Regions from separate parts of the Zea mays genome. Here region 1 is linked to region 2. The links are chromatin contacts, called in public Hi-C maps. All regions are on one chromosome and are shown on one strand. The core of a region is the stretch at or near the end of the contact, and the rest is flanking DNA. Distances in the headings are between cores, read along the strand shown.

What was found. A called contact is a pair of places that touch in the nucleus more often than the background predicts.
Region 1: a Hi-C map of bundle sheath shows a contact between it and region 2, with 3 times the contacts expected there. The contact joins the enhancer-like site here to the promoter of LOC103635406 in region 2. A contact is called at or near these places in 6 of 25 Hi-C or Micro-C datasets (bundle sheath, ear, leaf and 1 more).

What each region holds. Positions count from the first base shown.
Region 1 is chr8:77,445,428-77,451,782 of Zm-B73-REFERENCE-NAM-5.0, reverse strand. It overlaps the pseudogene LOC103637032. Among protein-coding and RNA genes, the nearest start is that of TRNAC-GCA, 78 kb to the right of the region's middle. Within about 2 kb of position 4,917, at least 17 of the 20 cell types and tissues checked have an H3K27ac peak or open chromatin away from gene starts, as enhancers often do. A contact at or near this core is called in bundle sheath, ear, leaf and 1 more, where this site is marked.
Region 2 is chr8:77,206,992-77,212,491 of Zm-B73-REFERENCE-NAM-5.0, reverse strand. It overlaps LOC103635406, which reads right to left and starts at 2,825. Exons shown (of 2, transcript XM_008657862.4): 1 at 475-2,825; 2 at 74-382. The coding sequence starts at 2,434. The coding sequence ends at 195. LOC103635405 (loricrin-like) reads left to right here and starts at 5,050. Exons shown (of 2, transcript NM_001319733.1): 1 at 5,050-5,160.

The DNA of each region.
Region 1 (6,355 bases), core at 3,668-6,167, 240 kb before region 2:
ACTCTTTTCTTTTCCTTTGACCGCAGACAACAGACTATCCGCTCCATTGCGTAGAGGGAGAATCGAAGCTGTTGCGTAGTATAGTTCGGCTAGGCCGAGGGACATGCCGGCTTGACAGAGAGTCGATGCAAATCTGATCTTGCAGCAACGCCGAGGTAGAACGTGCTGATAACGTGTTGAGAACTACGTTACCACAGATCATCACATCCGCTCTCTTCCCTCCCGTCAATAGATTAGACACGAGAAGATGTGGAAGTCCTATCTCTCTTCCCAGAAGCACGACAGAGAGCACACAAGACACATGTGTAGGGTTGGGCATTTGACCTCTTTCTCTTCTGTATTTCATATGACACAAACAATTCAGGTCAGGTATGGAGTTCATGGTTTCTGGTGTGGAGGTATAGCAAGCGACATGTTTGTGAGCACTTTTGGTTTCCTCTCTCCACCAACCTGCAGACTTATGATATGCAATAGCATATTCAAAGTGTTCTATAGAAATTTGTATCTATCTAAAGGTTTTTCATCTAGACTATATAGAAGCGTGCAACATGACTGTTTATCAGTGTTTTTATCACCAAGACTAAGATGCATTGGTTGACACATTAGCAACCGTAAGCCAACGACAGAGGTCCAAGAAGCTCCAGCAGCAACTGAGCAAACAAGCATGACAACATGAGAGGGGAGAGCTACACGACGGCGTGTGTGTGGTGTGGTGGTGGTGTGGCCCGTGCAGTAGAATTCTTCATTCAGCTGGACCATGGCGAGCAAGCAGTCGCCGAAGTGCAATACCATTGTGCAAGGGTCCGACGCGCCTTCTGTCACGCCGAAGTGCAATACCATTGTGCAAGGGTCCGACGCGCCTTCTGTCACGCGCATGTGTGCCTCTACTGTGTGGGGTCAGCTATGCCTTGCTGCTGTGAAAGGTTTATGTATTGTGAAGTGTTGCTGGGGAAGGTCATCAAACAAACAGTTAATACAATTTCAGTCTATTCCTCTTCGTGCTATCTTCTTCCTTCCGCTCCTCTCTGCTTGCTCCTCCTCTGTGTACCCTTCTGCTAACAATTGGTATCAGAGGATCGATCCTTGGCATCCGTCATGGCACCTTCCTCTTCATCGGATTCCTCACTCGCCCTGGCTTTGGAAATCCAGACTCGCTTGCTCCTCGCCGAGTTGGACAAGCGATTCCAAGCCTTCGACAACAAGTGGGACTCCAGAGTGTGGACGCTGTACTCCTCCGACAACGACGACTCGGTCGCCGGCCCCGTCAATGCGCTCGCTGACATTGAGCTTGCTGACACGCCCATACCCGGGAGCTGCCTCATCTCCATCGACTCTGACGTGCCGCTCGATGTCAACCTCACCAGAGGCGGGCCGCCCTCCATCGATGGCCACTCCGCCTCCCTCGCCCCGTTCGTCCACGACGTCGCCGCCCAGTTCTGTTACCAGGAAGTTGAGGCACACCTCACTGCATTAGACGACGGCGACAGATCAGACATCCGCGAGACCGACGTCAGGGCCCCCGCGCCCGACGACCGGCTGTTGGTGTCGCTCGAGGGCATCTGCCAGGAGGGGAACCAAAGCGAGGAAACCGCACCGGTGGCCGACATGGACCTCCCCGCGGCACACGCCAACGCATCAGCCGGCGCCATGACTTCCACGGTTTCCACGGGGACCGCATCGTTCGGCGCCTGCTCCGTGCGAAGGGGTCACATTGCGAGCGAGTCTCTGGCGTCCGCGCTCAAGTTGCTCGACCGAATGTCTAACCCAGGCTTGTACAGCTGCTCGAACACATCTGCTACGACTTCAACTTTGGCGCTGGAGCACCAGACTCGTGCCATCCTCGTCGATGCCCAGGCGTTCGACCGACTCGTCCACAACCTCTCCTGTTTCTCTGTGATCGGTCCCGACGAGGCCGAGTCCGTGTACCAGATCCTAGGCATCCTCCTGCAGCACGGCCCCGCCAATCAAAAGCGCTTCGACCAGATCAATGGAGTCGATGCCCCGCTTCAGGTGGTTGCTGTGTACACATCTAGGGACCCAAAGACCCCCGATGAGGTGGAGAAGCTCGAGAACATCTACCACTGTCTCTGCGACGTGCTCATGCCCCTGGAGAACAAGGAGAAGTTTGTCAATGCTGAAGGTATTGAGTTCAGCACGCCGTCCGTGCTGGTGACCAAGGAGGACGAGGTTCTCAACGCCTTGCCCAACAGGTGTTCGATGAATTGCTTCATCATCGTATATAGCTGTTTCTTGCCTCTATTCAGTTGCAACTGGGATGCTGTGCCGCATAGGCAACCATGGCCACCACCCGTACAGTTTGTGATACTGGGTGAGGGTGTTCCAAGCTGCCTTTCACCTTGGCCATCCTTCATCTTCGTTGAGTTACCTATAGTGAGGTATTTCTGTTTGTTACCTGAGCTTCCATGGGCAGTATTAGCTTATCAATGTGGCAGCAATATGTTTGTTGGTGTGGTCGAAGTTGCTGTACGACTTGATTTGTTGACCTTCCATGAAGTTGCAGATGATGGAGAGCAGCTTGGGGAGCGTGTGGCTGAGCTGGATGTACCTGTCAGTGGAGTTGAGGACGGACTGGCAAACACAATCCTCATATGGAGCTGTTTCTCACCCACTCTGTGTTGGAAAATTTCGTGGCCACCACCCTTTTCGTTGGAGAGTTTTTATACTGGAGATCATGCATTGTTTATCAAGGAAATCGCAGCAATCAATTCTCTGGAGCATCTCAACTCTCTCCTGAATGTGCTTCAAGCACGTGGTGAACAAGTTGTTTTTCCTGGATTTGGAAGACCTTATGTGTTCAATGCAGAGATGATAAAAAGAGTTAAACATACATCGGAAGCCAAAGATTCAGCTCGAGCAGCACTGAAATCAACATGGTGGACGCTTGGCTGCAGTTACGAAGAGGATGCTGAACTACCTTCATTACTGGATAGATGTCTGCTATTGTTGATTTACGAAGAGGATGCTGAACTAATGGACTTGGAAGATCTATATTTCAGCAGATCAGCTAAAATTGGAGCGTTCATTTGTCTACAGTGCTATGGTGTTCACAGAAGCGTTGGGACACATGTTTCAAAGGTGCTGTCAGTCACTCCAGATCAATGGACAGATGATGAGATTAACTCCATGATAGAAGTTGGTGGAAACTCTTATTCCAATGCTATATACGAAGCACTTCTGCCAGAGGACTATGAGAAGCCGCATCCAAATTCTAGCCAAGAAGAGAGAGCTACAAAGGAACCATCTCAGAGCTACAAACGAATTCCTGTTATGCCAAGTGATGGGCTACCACAAGTTCTTGGTGAGACTGAACCATCTCAGAGCACAAATGAAGGCAACAATTATCCATATACATCTCAACTTACAATTCTAGAGGAGCACTATGCTGTTACGAAAGAAGGAAATATAAAATGTATTTTGGAACAAGTTCATGTGCTAGAGATTACTAGCAGATCAGGTGGTGAGTTTCATCAAAGAAGTGCATCTGCAGCTGATCCACCTACAATTGAACTGGTGCTAGAGAACGCTCATCAAGGTTCTTTAGAAGATGCAGAACAGAAAGATAATTGTGGGGACTCCATGAGCAATGAGAGGCAGCACCACAGCTTCCTACAGGTCAGACTAGATGTGTTGCAGCATGAGTACAGCAAGGCTGATTACTGGTTGTTTCATTTCGTTAGGCTACTACTCAAGTTTCTAGCAGACCAAGGTGTAGAACTTTTCCGTGTCATGGTTTGGGATCCCGGTGGAATTGCCATGTATCGGCTTGAGGGCAAGCCGAATTTTAAGAAGGGGGGAATGTCAGTAGTACACCATCTGAACCAGGAACCATGGTCACCATCTCGTCAAGGGAGCTGGACCATGGCGAGCAAGCAGTCGCCGAAGTGCAATACCATTGTGCAAGGGTCCGACGCGCCTTCTGTCACGCGCATGTGTGCCTCTGCTGTGTGGGGTCAGCTATGCCTTGTTGCTGTGAAAGGTTTATGTATTGTGAAGTGTTGTTGGGGAAGGTCATCAAACAAACAGTTAATACAATTTCAGTCTATTCCTCTCCGTGCTATCTTCTTCCTTCCGCTCCTCTCTGCTTGCTCCTCCTCTGTGTACCCTTCTGCTAACAAATAGCATATTCAAAGTGTTCTATAGAAATTTGTATCTATCTAAAGGTTTTTCATCTAGACTATATAGAAGCGTGCAACATGACTGTTTATCAGTGTTTTTTTATCACCGAGACTAAGATGCATTGGTTGACACATTAGCAACCGTAAGCCAACGACAGAGGTCCAAGAAGCTCCAGCAGCAACTGAGCAAACAAGCATGACAGCATGAGAGGGGAGAGCTACACGACGACGTTTGTGTGGTGTGGTGGTGGTGTGGCCCGTGCAGTAGAATTCTTCATTCAGCTGGCCCAACATCGGGAAATGCCAGAATCTAGTCTAGTCCACATCCGCCTCTGATCCGATCAGGTCCAAATGTAAGAATCAAGACCCAAATCCAGGTCCACGTCTATGATGAGGAAAAAAGCGCCTCCTGCTGCTGTCGGTGTGTGCATGTGAGAAGCCGAGACTCACGTGGAGCCGCTGTTACATTTTTCATATGCATTCTCTTCTACCTCTTTTTTCGGGGAAAATAAAATGCCAATAAGAGGGCCGGCATCGCCATGCCGTCCCGCCGCCTCGGACGGACCTAGGTTTCCGTTAACCTCCTGGCGCAACCCGCTAATCAACGGCTCCGCGGTTCCCACACCGGCGTGCAAGCCCACTCGTCTGTCCTGAGGATGATCGTGTGGTGGAGTGAGGGAAAGGGAGACGAGGACTCTCCGCTCCGGCTCTCCACCACGGAGCATAGGGCCAAAGAAATGCTCCGCGTACTCACCCCACCGCTCACCCGTCTCATGCTCGATGGGCCAGCTCCACTACCATTACTTCCATACCCCACCCGCACGAGTGGTGTAGGTCTCGCCCACGTGGGGCTAAAGCTGGAAGGGTAGCTAATCGGTCCCGACTGCTTAACACCCATCATCGCTTGTCTATTCTATTCCCCGCCCCACCAGCCCACCTCTCGCTCCTCACCGCACACGTGCGCACCAACGCTCATAGTCGCCACCAAAACCTCGGCCCGAGCCAACCCCGACTCGGGGTGCTCAACCTCCTCCTAGGCGTCATCAACCTCCTCCTCGACGACGCGGGCAAGCCCGGTGGGGGCAGACATGGCATCAGAGGACATGGTGGGGAAGAGCAGGGGCGACATGGCTGTCACCACCACCATCAACCTGGCAAAGGAGGCCAAGCTCGCACGCGAGGGGGTCAAGGCGCCCGGCCACCAGATCCTCACCATCTGCAAGTTGCTCATCGTCGTCACCCTCCTCCTCCTCCTTGCCTTAGTTTTGTCCTCACCTACATGGCTCCATCTACCATTGTGTTGGTCTATGTGGGAGTTTCACTGATTGGGTTCGGCTTTCGGGGTTGTTGATGCTTTTGTTGTATAGGCTACCCATAGTGTGATCAGTGTAGGTGTTGTCTGGCTCCTGATATAGGGAATTGGGGGGATTCCATGCTGCTTGGCACGGGGTGTGCGTGCTTGGCTTGGTTTCGCTCAAATTTGTGCCTGATCGTTTGGATTCGCCCCGGTCTTAAACCCTGCACGCGAGCCACTCAGATCTCGGTTTGTTGACTGGTCACTTGGTTTGATTCGCTCCGAAACCATGCTGGGAGATGCATTGCCCATGGACAATTCTTCTCCACTCATCTAAACCATTTGCAAGAGGATACTCAAGGTTTGGTTGATATATTATTAATTCTCCAGACAGAATACCATTCCCAATTTCCAGATGCATGTGCGTGTTGTTCCTTCTCATCGTTGGTATTAAATTGATAGGGATTCATGCAGCGTTCTGCAGAGTTTTCTTAACTCGGGATGGAATGAAGAAAACAGGAAGCTTGTGTTCTAGATATACCGACATGTCTTTCTCGTTTGGTCAGTGTTAAGTAATAACCAACAAATCCATCTAAAAAGGTGAAGGAAATAGGTGATGCCTAAGAGGAGGGGGAGTGAATTAGGACTTCTAAAACTTTCTCTAAATTAGGCCACAAATAAATCCCTAGAGCAAAACCTATGCAATTAATCAAACTAGAAATGTGCAAACTAAGTTTTGTCTAAGTGTTGCTATCTCTACCATAATGTATAGGTTTCAATCCTAAACAACATAAGTATATAAGACAAGATTGAAACTTAAATGCTTAATGTAAATGCGAAGGCTAAAGAGTAAGGTAAAGATGCAAACTCTCGTGGATGACGCCGGTATTTTTACCGAGGTATCCGGAACCACGCAAGGTCCCAA
Region 2 (5,500 bases), core at 1,576-4,075:
ACCGTCCGGCCGGCCATTTTCGTTGCCCGACACACATAACCATTAATGTTTACTTACATCTTGAGTAGTAGTCTTCACATAATCATTTCATTCGTTTGTAATGGTCTAATGCACAAAAATGTTTATCAGAATACAACAGCGAAAATTCCTGCACTGCACCCACCGCCGGGAGCCAAAAAAAGATTCCTGCATTCTCAGGCTACTTCGGAGTCTGAAGCGTGTCCATCGCCGGAACCGCGCCGCCGTGGTGACGCGACCGCGGCAGATTTCAGGTAGCCGTCCGACTTGATCCTCTGCGTCCGCCTAATGGTCTGCGGCGGACTCACCACGCCCGTGGATTTGGACTTTTCCATCGACTTGTGCGGCGGCCCTGCACCTGCACCTGCACCACCGTGCATTTTCTTTCTAGCATCACGGAGAAGGAGCATATATAGCGAAAGGAGCAGCTAAGCTAGCTATGGACATAAGGCTTGCCTGCTAGCCTGGAGGCGACCCTGCTGCCATCCACCTTCCTGTTGCCAGCGCGGTCCGGCAGCGACCGCGTGGTGGTGGCGCCGCGGCTCGACACGGTCAGAGCCTCGGCTTCAGACAGCGCCGTGCCGCCGCTCTCGTCCCCGCACAGCGAGTTTCCGTCGCTGCTGGAGTCGGAGGCGCCCTTGCCGCCGCCGATGTGCAGGATGGCCGCCCGGCTCCTCTCCTTCTCCGCCACCCTGTACGCGAACATCTGGAACGGCACGTCGGAGACCCGCGGCGCCGCGTTCCCAGACCCGGGCTGCCACGCCGGGAACCTCCTCTGCAGGCTCGCCTCGATGTCGAGGTAGTCCACCGCCGGCACGGGCGGCGGCACCGCCGCGTCTGGCTGCTCCGCGGGGGCGGGGTTCACGTTCATGACCACGAACCGCTTCACGTAGCGGAGGACGCGGCAGACGGACGCGAACGACGGCCGCTGCGCCGGGTCCCCGTGCCAGCACCGCCTGGTCAGGCTGGTCAGGTACTTGGGCGCCTGGAACGGGAACAGCGGCCGCTCGCCGGCGCGGATGTTCTTGCTCATGTGCTCCCCCTGCAGGTGGTTGTCCTCGAACGGGACCTTCCCCGTCAGCAGCTCGAAGCAGACCATCCCGAAGCTGTACACGTCCGCCTTCTCCGTGCGCTTGGCCGCCTCCTGCTGCTCCAGCACCTCCGGCGCGTACCAGATGCAAGGGGCGCTGGTGGCGTTTGATGCTTTCGCTGACGCCCTAGGGCTGGGCCTGTGGCAGTGGCCGGCCGCGGCCGCGGCCGCCGCCGCCGCGTGCTGCCCGAACCCGGCCACCTTGACGTGCAGGTGCGCGTCGGCATGCCGCGTCCTGACGAGCACGTTGGACGGGGTCAGATCGCCGTGGTAGATGTTCCTCGAGTGCAGGTACTCCATGCCGCGCGCGATCTGCAGCATCACGTCGACGACGACAACGAGCGGGAAGGGTACCCGTCGCTTGCCGCTGTTCGCCTCCTTGACGTGGGTGGCCAGGTCCTTGGTCATGACCTGGTCCATGACCAGGAAGAACTCCTTCTTGTCCTCGTCGTGGAAGCAGTACCGGCAGTGCGCCACGTTGGGGTGCGCCACGGAGGTGAGCAGCGCGGCCTCGGCGCACGCGGCGTCGGCGTCGGCGCCGGCGCCCACGAGGTGCTTCACCGCGAAGGCCTCCCCCATCCACTGCACCTCCTTGAGGTTGCCCATGAGGCGCTTGCGGACGTGGAAGTCGCCCTGCAGGAGCACGGACGCCGGGTGCACCTGCCCGCGCGGCGCGGTCAGGAGGTCGGCCAGCCGGTGCTTGCTCCGCGGCACCGGCTCCGGCGAGCCCGGGCTCATCCGCTCCTCGAGGTACTGCGACAGGAGCCACCGGTCCTCCTTCCACGCCGCGTCCATCCTGGCGGCGAGCTCGCGCGTGGCCAGGTACCGCGCGCCGAGCCTCTGCACGAACAGCGCCGGCTCCAGCATGTCCCTGTCGTAGTCCTTGGCGAAGAGCAGCCGCCGCCGGGCGAGCTCGTCCGGGTCGGACCCCGTGACCTCCGAGACGAGCTCGACGGCCTCGAGCGCCACGGCGACGCTCCACAGCAGGCTGTGCATGTGCTGCTCGACGCAGTCGGCGCCGTGCGTGGCCGCGGCGGCGCGCCCCCACCAGCTGCCCCGCGGCTCCATGCAGTGGCGGACGTAGCCCTCGGCGTCGCGGACGGCGCGGTGGAGCTCCCGGAGCGGCGCCTCCAGGGGCTTCCACTTGGACAGGCGCTCGTTGAAGCGGAGGTGGGCGCGCACCTCGGCGGCGACGGCGGCGAAGGCCATCGCGCAGGCGTCGGCGAGGAGGCGGCATTGTCGCGGGTTGATGCGGAGATCGTCGGCGAAGGCCATGAGCGTGTGGATGCCGCCGAGGGCCTCGCCCACCTGGCGGAGCTGGTCCATGGATCCTCAATGCTCGCTCATTGTTTGGGGCCTCCCGCAGTTTCTGTGAACGAATGATGCAGAGGAAGACACGAACGAACGATTTGCTAAAAATGGAAACGGTTCCTCTGATGCCTTGTTTTTGTTTCCGCCGTGAGCAGTCGTTCTTGGAGGAAGACATGGAACATGGGTACAAGTAAACAAGAAAAGTTTTGATGAAATCCTGAATGAAGCTCTGTACTAATTAACGGGTTTGTTGGATGGCTAACCATTCCCTACGTCTAGTGTGAGGATGATTGTATTCATTGGCAGCACCAATGCAAGTACGTGTTTAGGTTATCCGGCCGGTGAGGGTTAGGCCAAAACTTAAAAAATGGGAATCCATTAATTTTAATTCAGAAATGTATCCTAATCCGATTCGATTCTTAGATTTTTTATACAAAATTCAAAGCCAATTATCGCTCTAGTCACGAAGCATCATGCTCACCAAGCACGCGTAAAATGCATGTGTATGTGCCGTGTAAGGCTACTGCTAGGAATATGGGCCAGCCTTTTCGAGTCAGCACAAGCACCGCCCAAAAATAGGAGTCTAAAGCACGACCCAGCACGAAATAATATGAGCCGGGCTAGCGCGTCCCGAAGGCGGGCCTGGTCCGGGCCTGAAATTCTAGCCCATCAAGCCCCAGAACGGCCATCACTGGTCCGGGCCTGAAATTCTAGCCCATCAAGCCCCCAGAACGGCCCGCACAGATGGGCCGAGCTTGGGAGGCATGACCCAATTAGTTTAATTTCTTTAATTTAGTAAGATACCGACTTTATATTGTTGTGATATTTGAAGTTTATGTGGTCAAATGATGCAATAGTTGTTTAATATCTTTAATTTAGTAAGCTATAGACTTTATGTGGTTGTAATATTTTGGTTTTATGTGGTCAAATATATAGGCCAGGATTAGACCAGCACGGCCCAACGAAAGCACGACGTGGTTTTAGGGCTGGTCTGGGTCAATGTTTTTGCAATTCGGACTAGCACGGCACGACTCAAAAGTTTTTTAGGCTTTACTGACTCGAATCCGTTTGGCACAAAGCACGATAATCTTGGACCGGGCTGGTCCAGCCCGGCCTGACCCAATTCCCAGCACTACGTCAGGCTACCCCCTCTGCAAACACTCTATTTTGCGATCAAACAACCTAAAACTAAGTTATTTGCCATGCATGGCGCTGGTGCCGCTGTATTTGCGCTGTGACCAGCTAGAGCTAGCAGACTAGAACGAACGTGTATATATATAGAAACTACGAGAAGAAGTGGCAATTGCATGCATGTCCGGCCAGATCGATGAACAACAACTGCTGACATAGAGAACAACGTTCGTTGTTGACGTGTGCATGAGACCAGAGACCACTGAATCCAAGCAATGCAATATACAATCAGACAGGCGGTAACACGTCGAGGCAGGATATGCTGTGTGTACCATCCCAAGATCGCTGGTTTGTGACGTGATGAGTGACACTGTTGTGCAAGCAACGAGACAGGGTAGTGATGGATAGATAGCATAGCATAGCATTATTGAGGCGATGGATGGGCGAGCTGGGGCTGCATGCGCTCAAGGATGGATGGATGGATAGAAAGATAGATTCTCCATTGTATCTGTTGTTGCTAGCCAAAGACCAAAAGGGAGGGCTAGGGCTAACGGCTAAGAAAGATAACGTAGCGGCGTCCTGTCATCGGCAACAGGCTAATAAGGAATTTGTTCGGTCAGGCACAGGCAGGAGAGAGAGAGGGGATCCAAAAGCATGCAAAAAAGGGGCGGCCATGGGAAGCTCGTTAAGCACCGCCATTCACTCGCTCCATCATCCGGTCAACACACGCGTACCTAAACGTATATATATGCTACTGGTTTACAAAAAAAAAAGATAAAATCGAATTATCAAAACAATCTTTTTTTATTCATGTAAAATACAGTTTGGAATGTCTTTTGAGCCGAAGCAAAAGCCGGCCTTTTTTTCTTTCCTCGCTACCTGTCCCTGCCTCCCTCGGCGGGACTCACTCACCGGCAGGCCACAGGCCGGCACCAACACGGCCGAAGGCGACGGGGCCCCACCGGCGCGCACACACCACGGACGGACGGTGGGCGGCGAACCGCTGCCGCCGCCCGCCGGCACGGCACACGCGCACCGCACATGCCCTGACGACCGGTCTGCGAGGACGGGCCCTGACGACCGCCGTGGGACCCACAGGCAATGTTTTTTTTTCTTTTCTTCTGAGAACCCATTTTCCTAACAGGTTCTTATTTTTCTAAAGGCTCAAAAACTGGATAGCCCTAACTGTCTCTTTTTTTTTACGTCGAAGAGTGAATTCGCGGGGCGTGGTGTAAAGGCCAGGCTGTAAGAAAAAAAAACACGGAGAATGACGTGTAATTTGCAGCCGGAAGAAAAGTCAATGGCGGGGAGAGCAGATGAGAGGCAGAGCGCAACAAAAGGCATCGTCTTTTCTCCGCGGCGCGCGTGGTGGGTGGCTGGCTGTGGCTCCAGCCCAGCGGTTTGCCGCGCCACCCCGCCCCCGCAGGCCGCAGCCGCTTTTTTATTATAAACCGCCTGCGCTGCGCCCCCTCCTCGCGTGCTCGATCTTTCCCCCCTGCGCTGCGCACACCACCACCAGACGCCCCGCCGCCGCCGCCCCCCGTCGCCCCGGCTCCCGCGCGCATCAGTCCGGCCCTCCCCGTCTCGTCTCCCCCGCTCCGCTGCCGCAGGTGAGCCACGCCTCCTCCTCGTCCCCCCCCCCCCCCCCCCCCCCCTCTCCTTCCTTCCTTGCTGTGCTGTCTGGCGCTTCCTCTCTCTCTGCCCCTTGGATTCTGTTAAATCTGTTGCTGGAGCCATGGAAACGGGTGAGGGGCCTTGGCTTTCGGGATGGTCGCGGACCGGGGTATCCACCGGCGACTCCCTGTCCCTGCCTTCCTTCGTTCCCCTTGCCGTTTCGTAGCCGCCAGCGTCGGTTGAAACCCTGCACCAGTTCCGTTCATCCCGACGACGGAACGGAAGGAAAACCACGAGCCTCTCCGTTCGCTCGCTCGTCCCTTGTCTTGCTATGTT